2 separate regions of the Ovis aries genome follow, and region 1 is linked to region 2. The links are chromatin contacts, called in public Hi-C maps. All regions are on one chromosome and are shown on one strand. Each heading gives the region's core, a stretch centred on a gene start, on an enhancer-like site or on the middle of the called end of the contact. The rest is flanking DNA. Distances are from core to core; before and after follow the strand shown. Region 1 holds the start of LOC114108620 (zinc finger protein 239-like). Region 2 holds the start of PGBD1 (piggyBac transposable element derived 1).

Region 1 (6,153 bases), core at 1,518-4,017, 150 kb before region 2:
GAAAGAATTTAGATAGGGAGCATGTGCTAAAAAAAAAAAGAGAGAGAGAGAGAGTTATTATCAGAGATAACTTTTTTTAATCTGAAAGACATCTATATATGGCACGGCAAACACCTAGTTACCAAACATCTGCTCTTCTTATCCTGTGAATTACCCTCCTGCCCTTTGAAGCCCAGACCCCTATTCCATTCATTAAGTCAGGATGGCATATAAGCCCTTCGTATTTTCAGGGCTCCTATACATACAAATTTTGATTTGTTTTTCTCCTGAGAATGGTATATGTCAATTACAAGACCAACCAAAGAACCTAGAAATGTAGAAAGAAAACATTTCCCCCAACACCTGTTTCCTATTCCATATACCAACTGAAAAAGCCTGCAGAGTGGAAGCATTCTGTACAAGTTACAGCCCATCAGCTGTTGGATTTTTCCAGAAGATTCTGTTCTCTCCCTGGGTTCCTAATTTTCTTAAAGAAACCTTTTGGGGTGTCTGCCAAAGAAGTTTTGAAGCGCTCATTCTCTGTGGCACTCGCAACAATTAAACTTTATTGTGCAACAAATGAATTGCCACTCTGTTTAAGACAAAGGTGCAGGAATAACAAAAATGAGTCTCACTTTTTTCTGGTAGTTTCAAGTTCACTCACTCACTGCCTAGAATCAAATAATAAGGATTCTTGCCTAAAGGTAAGAAATTGAATTACCAAATGGTTTTTATTGTAATTCTTATGAAAACAGTAAGTTACTATGTGTTGCATTGTAACATTGCAGTCAGTGTAATATTTCCTAATTCATCACAGAGTTAGGTAGTAAGGTAGGCATGAGCAAGGAGGGTTGCCCTTGCTGAAAAGGATGCAAGCTAGTATCAATGTAGAGACCTCTAAACCTCTTCCCAGACACACCCAGGAGAGCTCCAAATATGCTACAAAATAACCACAGAGATTTTTTCAACTCTAGCACATGTGCCCTAGGTATACAGTGGATACAAACTAACCACAGGGACTTCCCCTGAGTAACTTACTCAGATAGGCCCCCATTCAGTTCAGTTCAATTCAGTTGCTCAGTCGTGTCCGACTGCAACCCCATGAATCCCAGCACACCAGGCCTCCCTGTCCATCACCAGCTCCCCGAGTTTACCCAAACTCACACCCATCCAGTCGGTAATGCCATCCAGCCATCTCATCCTCTGTCATCCCCTTCTCCTCTCACCCTCAATCCTTCCCAGCATCAAGGTCTTTTCCAATGAGTTAACTCTTCGCATCAGGTGGCCAAAATATTGGAGTTTCAGCTCAAACATCAGACCTTCCAATGAACTCCCAGGACTGATCTCCTTTAGAATGGACTGGTTGGATCTTCTTGCAGTCCAAGGGACTCTCAAAAGTCTTCTCCAACACCACAGTTCAAAAGCATCAATTCTTTGGCATTCAGCTTTCTTCACAGTCCAACTCTCACATCCATACATGACTACTGGAAAAACCATAGCCTTGACTAGACGGACCTTTGTTGGCAAAGTAATGTCTCTGCTTTTGAATGTGCTATCTAGGCTGGTCATAACTTTCCTTTTTCATTCTCTTCTTTCACCTTCATCAAGAGGCTTTTTAGTTCCTCTTCACTTTCTGCCATAAGGGTGGTGTCGTCTGCATATCTGAGGTTATTGATATTTCTCCCGGCAATCTTGATTCCAGCTTGTGCTTCTAGCCCAGAGTTTCTCATGATGTACTCTCTATAGAAGTTAAATAAGCAGGGTGACAATATACAGCCCATTGATGGTTCATAAATATTCTACACATATATACATCTGATTATAACAGACTGAATTATGGGAACAGATAAAACAGATGTGCTGTTATATAACTTGCAAATGTCAATTGACCTTGAGCATATGCCTATTTGCATTCCTTTTCATTGATTGGTGGCAGGTATAAGCCCTATTTTGCACAGGGCAAAAAAAAAAAAAAAAAAGAGAGAGAGAGAGACAGGAAGCCAAGGAATATGCACTTCCCTGATGGCACAGATGGTAAAGAATCTACCTGCAGTGCAGATTCCTGAATTAGATCCTTGAGTCTGGGAGATCTCCTGGAGAAGGGAGGGGCAACTCACTCCATTATTCTTGCCTGGAGAATTCCATAGACAGAGGAGCCTGGCAGGTACAGTCCATGGGGTCGTAAAGAGTCGGACATGACTGAACAGCTAATACATAAGGAGTATGTGGAGGCGACCTGCTCCTATGTTTTGAGAGTCTGTGTCTAATAAAACATCTATCTGCTTGAGCTGAACTGAGCTGTAACTTGCCTGTTGCTTTGAACTATTTAGTCCGTCCACGAAAAAAAATAAACCAACCTGACAACAGTACTCCTGCGAACTACTAGTATCTCTCATTTGTAGAGGAAATGGGTTTGTTAAAGTTTAGCCAATAATCCGGACAACTCAGGATTCCAGTACAACTTGCCCAACTCCATATCAGAAGTTTCTAAGCACTCGCTAGTCCGTGTCCCCAGCTGGACTCTAAGCTTCTTAGACCAAGAACAATCTCCTTCCTGTACTTTCGCTGTACTCCTGGCGCCTATTATAGTACTGAACAGCTCCTAACCAACATTACATTGCATACAGCTGAAAGAACCCTGTAACAGTTTCATTTTTAAGTGTCACACATTAAGCCTGAAAACTGTCATTTTAACTTGAGCAGCGGTGGTCTCTGGCTTTGCAGCCCTCACTGTGGCCACGTCGTAGGGAGCCCAGGACAGGTCTGGGTCACGCATGCGTGGTGCGCATCCTGTCCCTGGCTGTGCAAACTTGGGCAAATCACTTTGCTCTTTGCTTGTTTCCGGATTGTAAATTGAACGAACAACACCGTACTCATCAACGATCCTTAATCCTTTTTCTTTCCTTTCCTCTCCCTGCGGGTCAAGACTGAGTGATTGTGCTGATGGCAATGCTGCGGACACATTCTGGTTGAGCGATGTGTCTGCCTGGTAAATATATTCAAGTTGATGGAGGTCGGGACGGAGTGGCGGATGCTGTCCAGAGAGGTAGGCTGGCAGGGAGGACGCGAGTACTCGGGTCAGTGAATAGGAACAGAGAAGTGGTGGTCGGAGGGGAAGCACTCCTGGGAATGTCCCTGCCTGCCGCCCCGAACAGGAGAGGGCCTAGGAACTCAAAGCCTCGGAGCTGGCATTCAGATCCTCTTTTTAAGAGGAGGAGAGTTATGAATCAAAACGCCACAGACATACGTGTCCCCATGTGCAGACTTCGCGGGGGTGTCGGCCACACTACACGGCTCGGACCTTTCCTCCGAAGCCGCCGGAAGCGGGGGCGCACGGCCGGGCAGGGTTCACGGACGCACTTCCGCTGGCGGCAGGTCTGAGGCTGGATCGGTAAGTGCGGCCGCCTCCCTTGGGCCGGGATAAGACTGGCGGGAAGACAGCCAGTCGTCGCGGTGGGACCCCCAGGTCGGTCGGGCGCGGGTCGGGGGAGTCACTGCCTTGCTCTGCCGGCGCTGGAAGTGCCGGCGGAGACTCCACAGGAGCCCGCCCCCCTGCCGGCCAGCGCTCCAGAAAGTTTCTGAGACTCGGACTCCTGGGTCACTGATATTAATCCGAGGAGTTCTATAAGGGCCATCCGTTTGTCCAACTCGGCCGCCTACTCCCGGAAGCCTTTTATGGTCAGCCTTGTGGCTTAAAGGATACACAGACAGTCAATACTTTCCGAGGCTGGGGCACCGTGATGTGCCAGTGCGGTAAACGGGAAAGGGGGTTGTAATCTGGATGGTTAACTTACTATATTGTCTTATTCGCTCGAAGATTTAAACTAGTAGAAGACAACATGTGTAAGTGGACTCCATATCCTTTATCTTGAGTTATTCCTGAAACAGTCTTTCTCCTGCGGCTGGTAAAGTGGAGGTGTTTACCAAAGCTGCCCAGTGAGTAAAAGATGCTAGGTACGGAGAAGGCACTAGAGGGCCTCCTTGCGTGGTCCTCTGTTCTGTGTCCGGAACCCTAGAAGTGTCATGCCTGGAGCCAACGGCTGGGTGACCAAGTCACAGTGGTTAACTGCAGCACTCTAAACTGAGGTCTTACTAAGTGCCACGCACTGAATTTAATTTATTCTTAAAAAGACGCTGTATAATAAGATCTGCTGTTTAGTTAATCGCATTGTAACATTTTTCTGGTTTTGGAATTGTGCTGTGGTTATATAAGATGTATGTTAATATTACGGGAAGCTGAGTGAAGGTTATAGGGACTGTTGTGTACCTTTTTAAAAAAAAATTTTAGTAAGTTTAACGTTATTTCAAAATAAAACATTGTTTAAAAGCCTCTAGGTAGCAAGTTTAAAAAAAAAAAAAAAAGCCTCTAGGTATTTTTACAGAGGGGAAGAGTTTGGAGATGTTGCTGCTGCTGCTAAGTCACTTCGGTCGTGTCTGACTCTGTGTGACCCCATAGACGGCAGCCCGCCAGGCTCCAAGCTACCACGTATTAGAAAACATGACAGTATTCAAGCCGAGGTCTTTTGGAATCCAAAGCCTAGGCTCTTAATCACTGCCCATCATGCTAATCAATTGTTAGTCCACCTAAATCCATCAGTTCAGTTCAGTCGCTCAGTGGTATCCGACTCCTTGCGACCCCATGAATCGCAGCTCGCCAGGCCTCCCTGTCCATCACCAACTCCCAGAGTTCACCCAGACTCAGGTCCATCGAGTCAGTGATGCCATCCAGACATCTCATCCTCTGTCGTCCCCTTCTCCTGCCCCCAATCCCTCCCACCATCAGAGTCTTTTCCAATGAGGCAACTCTTTGCATGAGGTGGCCAAAGTACTGGAGTTTCAGCTTTAGCATCATTCCTTCCAAAAGAAATCCTAGGGCTGATCTTCAGAATGGACTGGTTGCAGTCCAAGGAACGGACTCTCAAGAGTCTTCTCCAACACCACAGTTCAAAAGCATCAATTCTTCGGCACTCAGCTTTCTTCACAGTCCAACTCTCACATCCATACATGACGACTGGAAAAACCATAGCCTTGACTAGATGAACCTCTGTTGGCAAAGTAATGTCTCTGCTTTTCAATATGCTATCTAGGTTGGTTATAACTTTTCTTCCAAGGAGTAAGCATCTTTTAATTTCATGGCTGCAGTTACCATCTGCAGTGATTTTGGAGCCCCAAAAAATAAAGTCTGACACTGTTTCCACTGTTTCCCCATCTATTTCCCATGAAGTGATGGGACCAGATGCCATGATCTTCGTTTTCTGAATGTTGAACTTTAAACCAACTTTTTCACTCTCCACTTTCACTTTCATCAAGAGGCTTTTAGTTCCTCTTCACTTTCTGCCATAAGGGTGGTGTCATCTGCATATCTGAGGTGATTGATATTTCTCCCAGCAATCTTGATTCCAGCTTGTGCTTCTTCCAGCCCAGCGTTTCTCATGATGTGCTCTGCAGATAAGTTAAATAAGCAGGGTGACAATATACAGACTTGACATACTCCTTTTCCTATTTGGAGCCAGTCTGTTGTTCCATGTCCAGTTTTAACTGTTGTTTCCTGACCTGCATATAGGTTTCTCAAGAGGCAGGTCAGGTGGTCTGGTATTCCCATCTCGTTCAGAATTTTCCACAGTTTATTGTGATCCACACAGTCAAAGGCTTTGGCGTAGTCAATAAAGCAGAAATAGATGTTTTTTTGGAACTCTCTTGCTTTTTCCATGATCCAGCGGATGTTGGCAGTTTGATCTCTGGTTCCTCTGTCTTTTCTAAAACCTGCTTGAACATCTGGAAGTTCACGGTTCACGTATTGCTGAAGCCTGGCTTGGAGAATTTTGAGCATTACTTTACTAGCGTGTGAGATGAGTGCAGTTGTTCAGTGGTTTGAGCATTCTTTGGCATTGCTAAACCCATAGGCCCTGCTTAAGTCTCCTATTACATGGAAAATTGAAAGCATCTATACCCACACAGCCTGCTACCTACACTAACATAATTTTAGTATTCAACTGTCTTCCCTAAGCGTGACTTCACCTTTCTATTTCTTTATCAACATAACTTTACTTGCCCTAAAAGATAAAAGTTACTGATAATTATGTGTTTTAACACCTTGGCCCTCAATCCATTTTTGTGAATATCAAACACTTCAACTTTCAATAGATAGGATTTAGACTTTTCAAAACCTTCAAG
Region 2 (6,563 bases), core at 2,320-4,819:
TAACAGACAAATAATTATAAATTGTAGTATGCTATGAAGAAAAGAAGGGGCTAGAGCCAGAAATGGTGGACGTTTTTGATAGAGTGGTCAAAGTCTAAGAATATTACATTTAACCTCAAAGTGCTTTTAATAGCCATTGTAACATTGCTTTCCAAAGAGGATGCACTGGTTTACACACTCACCTGCCAATATTGTATTTCTAAACGTTTTGAATCTGAATCTTTGCCAATCTGATAGGTGAAAATGGCATTTCATTTTTATTTAAGAGTATGGTTGAGTATAATAATTGTAATTCTTTTTTGTGTGTGAATTATCCACATTATATATTTGTGTATCTTCCTACTGAGTTTCTGATCTTTTTCTTATTGATCATAAGAACTCTTCAAATAATAAATCAGTTCTTTATTACAGAACTTGAAGATATTTCCCCCTTATTTGACTTTTGAATTGCTATTTTGGGAAACAGTTAATCATGTTCCCTTTAAGCCCTAAAAGCTCTGGTAGCCATTCAGTGAATTGTCTTTCTCACGTGAGGAAAAGATGCAGCTCAGAAACTGTGGCTCCTAAGTAAACCAAGGTAAGATTGATGGACTTCTGTCTCTCTCTTTTGGCTGCACCAAGCTGTATACAGGATCTTATTTCCCTCTGCACTGGAAGCCTGGTGTCCTGACCCCTGGATCCCTTGGGAATTCCTCGTCTCTTTGCTCTTAACCTAATAAATTCGGCTGCATTTTTATGAAGATACTTATGAAGTTTCACTATCAAGCATGAGGGAGGTTTTTTGGTTTGAGATGTGTGTATGTGTGTTTTTCCATATAAAGGAAGCATCCATCTATTCCTATTTTATTAGGAGTTTCCGCATTTATTCAGAAATGTTTGCTGAATTTTATTAAATTACTTTTTAGCATTTGTAGTTATTAGTCTATTAATATGCTGGTTTTAAAGTTATGGATTTCCTATAATTAAACTATGAATTAGGTTTATTAGATTTATTTGGAAGTTTTTGATTATTTAGAACAATGATTGACTACAAATTTTTCTATGTCATAATTCAAAGTAATGAATGAGTATGGGTGGAAGCAGACAGAATAGTGGAAAGAATCATTACAAAAAGATACTTGTATCTCATGGCTATAATGCAATAGTTCCTCTTACTGATCATATAGAAAAGGAAGCTTTTATTTTAAACATCGTGGACCTGGACCTGATGGAAACATATAGATGACCATTTTGTTTACAGAAATGAGGATAATCTTAGAAAATGAAAATCTCAAGTTCAAAAAGTGATTTGTGTTATTAGTGAAATGTAGCTCTGTCTTGGTAAAAATGGTATTTTGATTTATTCTCACTTTATCTACCTGTACCGCTTCCAAAAAATACAGCCTACTTAAAAATGAACACCTTGAATTCTTGTTAAAAAGCTCTTCTTTGTCTAGCTTCATTGTGTTTTTATTTTCATGGGATATCCAATGCAATGACCGTAATCTCAGCCTTGATAATATGAGTGATATTTAAGCCAACCATGGTAGGGAGTTTGAAAGTGGTAATAAATGAATTAGGATATATTTGCTTCCTTTTAAAATCGAAATTTATGTTTACCTCTTGTATAATTTTTTTTTGAGGAAAAGCTCTTGAAAAAAATGAGATATGTATTTTCCCTGCACGACAGAATTATTAACTTTTAATTAGTAAAATATTCGCATTGATTGGATTTGTTAGCCTAAGGAAAAGTTTTTAAATATATACATTTTACTTTAACTTTTTTTTAAGTTAAACTTTTAAAAGATATTTTTAAGTTTTTGACACACAAGGGGAAAAAGAACTCTCCTGATAATGGAATTTTTTTTCTGTTATGATCATTTCAGGCTTGAAACAATATGAATTGTGTGATAAAACAATGGTTAGTAAGATACTTGTTTCAAAACTACCAACTGATTAAACCAGTTTGTTCGGATTTTTTTTAAGGGTTTATTTTGTTCACAGATAATAAAAATACAGTTTGTGATGATGTGGGCAAGAGAGGGAATACTTCTGTTTTCTTTGGCAGAATTTATTTCAGTCGTGACACCACCCTACCCCCACCCCTACCCTTCGCATACTTTGCAGAAAATAATGCTTGATTATTCTCTCCCTTAGTAATAGACTGTAATTGAGGAGGACCCTATGGGATCTTCCTGGTACAAACACCTCCCTTCTATCCTCTGCTGTAGCTCCTCTCTGATGTACATAGATAATAATATCTGATGCACTCTCCTGAGTTGTTTTACAGATGCTAACATTACCACCAAATGGAAGAAATGAAATACTTGATGATCATGCCTCTAGACCTCCAGGCCCAAAGTACCAATAAGGTGACTCAGACTGCCTTATTTGCCTGGGTAAAGAATCTGCCTGCAATGCAGGAGGCCAGGTTTGGATCCCTGGATCGGGTAGATTCCCTGGAGAAGGGTATGGCTACCCACTCCAGTTATTCTTGCCTGGAAAATTTCATGGACAGAGGAGCCTGGCAGCCTACAGTCCATAGGGTTGCAAAGACTCAGACACAACTGAACAACTAATACTTCACTAAGTAGTAGTAATGTTAACCGCTGTTACCTCAACACCAACCAGTCAGAGAACTGTGCAAGAGCTGATCACGTTCCTGACAACCCCGCCTCCCTCACCTGACTTTTAGAAAATGCTTTGGTGAAACCCTTTGAGGAGTTGGGGTAGTTTTGAGGACACACCAAGAAGAGTTTGCCTTGGTTGGTCCTGCAATAAACCTCTCTGCTTTAAAACGCCCACATTTGGTTTCTTTGGCCTACTGCATCCAGCACACAACCTTGCATTTGGTAACATGCCTTAATTTTTTGTTACATTCATTCATACATACATATACATTCATTGTATATTTGCATATGTACATATATACATGTTCAACTTAAAAACACTTTTACATTTATTTTTGCCACTGTATTTGATAACTTTTTTAATTGGGGAGAATGGTAAAATATGTGTCCATGTCTTAATTATGTGAGTGAGCAAAGTGGAATACCGGCTGTGATAACACTAAAGTGAGCTGACCTGTTTCCGTGCCTGTGTATGTGTGCTCAGTCACGTCCAACTCTTGGCAACCCCATGGACTAAGGCCCACCAGGTTCCTCTCTCCATGGGATTTCCCAGGCAAGAATACTGGAGTGGGTTGCCATTTCCTACTCCAGAGGATCTTCCCAACCTAAGGATCAAACTTGTGTCTCTAAAGTCTCCTGCATTAGCAGGGTGATTACCGCTAAGGTTGGTAGTCCATGGGGTCGCAAAGAGTTGGACAGGACTAAGCGACTGAACTGAACTGAGGGAACCTGGAAAGCCCCAAAACACGCCAGCTTTCACGAATTTGCGTGTCATCTACATATATGAAATAAATTTCGGGTTATAAACTTAAGAAACCTAAAAACACACCTGGACGCCCCTCCCAGCTTTGGGGCACCCCTCCCAGCCTCTGGACTCCGAGACCGCTCAACCAACTACTAGCCTGAATTTGGCCGCCTCGTAGGAGAGCCATCGAGCCGCAGTCCTCCAGCATTCCTAGAGCGACGGTCAAAAGCGCCGCGGAGCGAGAGCGGCCGCTCAGTAAAGAGCTAACAAGCTGCTTGAAAGCTTTTGGCTTTTCCCGTGGGTCCTTGGAGGGGTGAGTGGTGATTGCGCTCCAGTTTGGGGAGTAACTGCGGCCCGTGGGCCGGGGAGCAGCTGATTCCTTGCGGGTGCGGAGAAGCCTTACCCAATGGAGGAGACGTGTGGACTCTGAGCGGGCGAGGACAGGAGATGTCAATCTTGGGGCCTAGGAGAGGAATGATGCTGTGGTTCTTGTTTATAGAGGCACAATCTTCTGCGTGTGTGTGTGTGTGTGTGTGTGTGTGTATATATATATATATATATATATATATATATATATATTTATCCATTGAGCTCAATTTTAAATATGTATAAGTTAAGCCTTAGAAGGTGACTTTGAGCAAAAGCCTGAGGGAGGTTTAAAAAACCTACGTGGCCTTTGCAGACACGAATTTTCTAGTAAGGGGCAACAGCAAATGCAAAGGCGCTAAAGCAGGAGCTCGCTTATCATACTCGACGAGTAGCTGGGAGCCCAGAGTGGTTGGAGCACAGTGAACAAGGGGAAGGTGTGTAGAAAATGCTGTCAGAGAGATGGGGGTGGGAGGAGGCCTGTAGAAAAAGTGGGTGTTGTGTAAGGAACTTGTTGATTTCTTGATGTGGAAAGAGTATTAGGAAGGTTTTGAGCAAAGGAAAAACATCTGACAGGTTTTTAAGCGTCTACAGCCGGGAACTCAAGATGAGACCAGACTGGAAGGCAAGAGTGGAATCGGGTGACTGGAGACAGGAAAAACGCTGGTTTCTCAGCTTTTAGGCTGTCAGGCAGGTGACTTCTCTTACTGGGGAAAGTCAGCCTTTTTGTTCTATTCTGGCTTTCACCCGATTGGATGAAGTCCACTCACATTAATAAAAGCCATCTGCTCTACTCAGTCCACTTATTTAAATGTTAATCTCATCCGAAAACACCCTCACAGAAACACCCACTGTAATGTTTGGCCAAATATCTGGGTACCCGGTGGTGCAGTCAAGTTGTCAAAGAAAATTCACCATCATAATACCTAACTATTTTCTGGCTAACAATCATTACTTTCATGGACATCTTTTCACTTTTTTTAAGAATATAGCTGACTCTTGAACAATACTGGTTAGCGGCCCATGGTGAAGTCGGAAATCCAAGTATAACTTTACAGTCAGCTCTCTCTACTCACAGGGCCACATAGCAGATTTGGCCTATTTGAAAAAAAAGAAATCCATGTATAAGTGGACCCATGTAGTTCACTCTCCTGTTGTTTAAGGGTCAGCTGCAGCAGGATTGGCGTTTTAGATTGTAAATCCTGTTTTGACAAATAAGTATCAGCTGGGAGTGATACTATGTAACAGCGAACTAAATTTGGAACCTAACTGGGCACAGCCACTAAGTGAGTGAGCCTTATACTATACTGATTCAGAAGTGTGTGCCAACAATTGGCAGATACTATTTCACTTATCTCTAGAGTCACTCAAGAGTCATCAGAATCAAGAGTCCCCACATACCAAGAGCCTGTTCAAAAGATTGATGGTATAATTCTCTGAGTTTTGTTGTGTGGTTTTTTTTAAGGTTGTGCTGGGTCTTCACTGCTGGGCATGGGGGGTTCCCTTCATTGCAGTGTATGGGCTTCTCATTGAGGTGGTTTCTCTTGTTATGGAGCACAGGCTCAAAGGCATATGGGCTTCAGTAGTGCAGCTTTTGGGCTCAGTAGTTGCCATTCCTGGGCCCCAGAGCATAGGCTTGGGACAGTTGTGGGACACAGGCTTAGTTGCTCTGAGGCGTGTGGGATCTTCCCAGACCAGGGATTGAATCCATGTCTCGTGCATTGGCAGGTGGATTCTTAACCACTGAGCCACCAGGAAGACTCTCTTAGTTCATTTTGACATGTTGCATTTGATAGGCTTTTGTAAGGTGCCCAGGAACCAGATAGCCAGAAGAAAAATCTTTCAGAGGTCTGGGCAGAAAAATAAGGAAATCATTGGCATAAAGATGGTACATAACATACCTGTCCTCTATGCTACCCTCTCCTAGCTTAGGTCCTATATTTCTTTTTCCTTTCAATGTCCTGTTTTTTGAAAGACTAATTTTTGCTTACTTGTGTCATTTTTCTCATTTTCCTGTGACTGGGTGACTGTTCTCCCTATCCAATGACCAGAATTGCCTTTACAGCGGTTGCAGTGACCTCTGTTTGTTTTTTTTTTAAAATAATATTTATTTAAATAAATTCATTTGGCTCTGCTGGGTCTTAGTTGTGACATGCTGGATCTTCTAGATGTGGCATGTGGGATCTAGTTGTCTGACCAGGGATTGAACTCAGGACCCCTGCATTTATTGCAAAGAGTCTTGGCTGCTGGACTGTCAGGGAAGTCACTGACTTTTTTTTGTTTTTGTTTGTGTTTTTTAGAAATACTAATATAGTTATGGGCTCCCCTGATGATTCGGCAGTAAAGAATTCACCTGCAGTGCAGGAGATGCAAGAGACACGGGTTTGATTCCTGGGTCAGGAAGATCCTCTGGAGGGAGGACATGGCAGCCCGCTCCAGTATTCTTGCCTGGAAAATCCTATGGACAGAGAAGCCTGGTGATCTACCAGTCCATAGGGTTGCAAAAAGTCAGATGCTACTGAGCACGATATAGTTATGGACAAGGAGACATGAAAAGTTTTGGGGGTTTTCTGTTTGTTTTGGTTTTAATTTTTGGCTGTGGATGGGTCTTCATTGCTGTGTGCAAGGCTTTCTCTAGTTGCAGTGAGTGAGGACTACTGTCTAATTGAGATGCCCTCATTTACCTCAAAACATGTCTCTGAATTAGGTATTATGTTCATTTTACAAATGAGTGAACAGTGTAGTGACAGAGTGGGAATCGAACCCAGGCCAGTCTGAGGCTCAGGCTCGTTCCACCACTCCACACCTGTAGAAACAGATCCCCTTGTCTCTTGGATTCTACT

What was found. Hi-C and Micro-C count contacts between places; a contact is called where the count stands out from the background.
Region 1: a Hi-C map of skin fibroblasts shows a contact between it and region 2, with 2.3 times the contacts expected there. The contact joins the promoter of LOC114108620 here to the promoter of PGBD1 in region 2. A contact is called at or near these places in 2 of 16 Hi-C or Micro-C datasets (skin fibroblasts and tail adipose tissue).

What each region holds. Positions count from the first base shown.
Region 1 is chr20:29,621,961-29,628,113 of ARS-UI_Ramb_v3.0, reverse strand. LOC114108620 (zinc finger protein 239-like) reads left to right here and starts at 2,767. Exons shown (of 3, transcript XM_042237171.2): 1 at 2,767-2,968.
Region 2 is chr20:29,476,117-29,482,679 of ARS-UI_Ramb_v3.0, reverse strand. It overlaps PGBD1 (piggyBac transposable element derived 1), which reads left to right and starts at 3,569. Exons shown (of 7, transcript XM_060403365.1): 1 at 3,569-3,667. It overlaps NKAPL (NFKB activating protein like), which reads left to right. Exons shown (of 2, transcript XM_060403366.1): 1 at 1-3,667.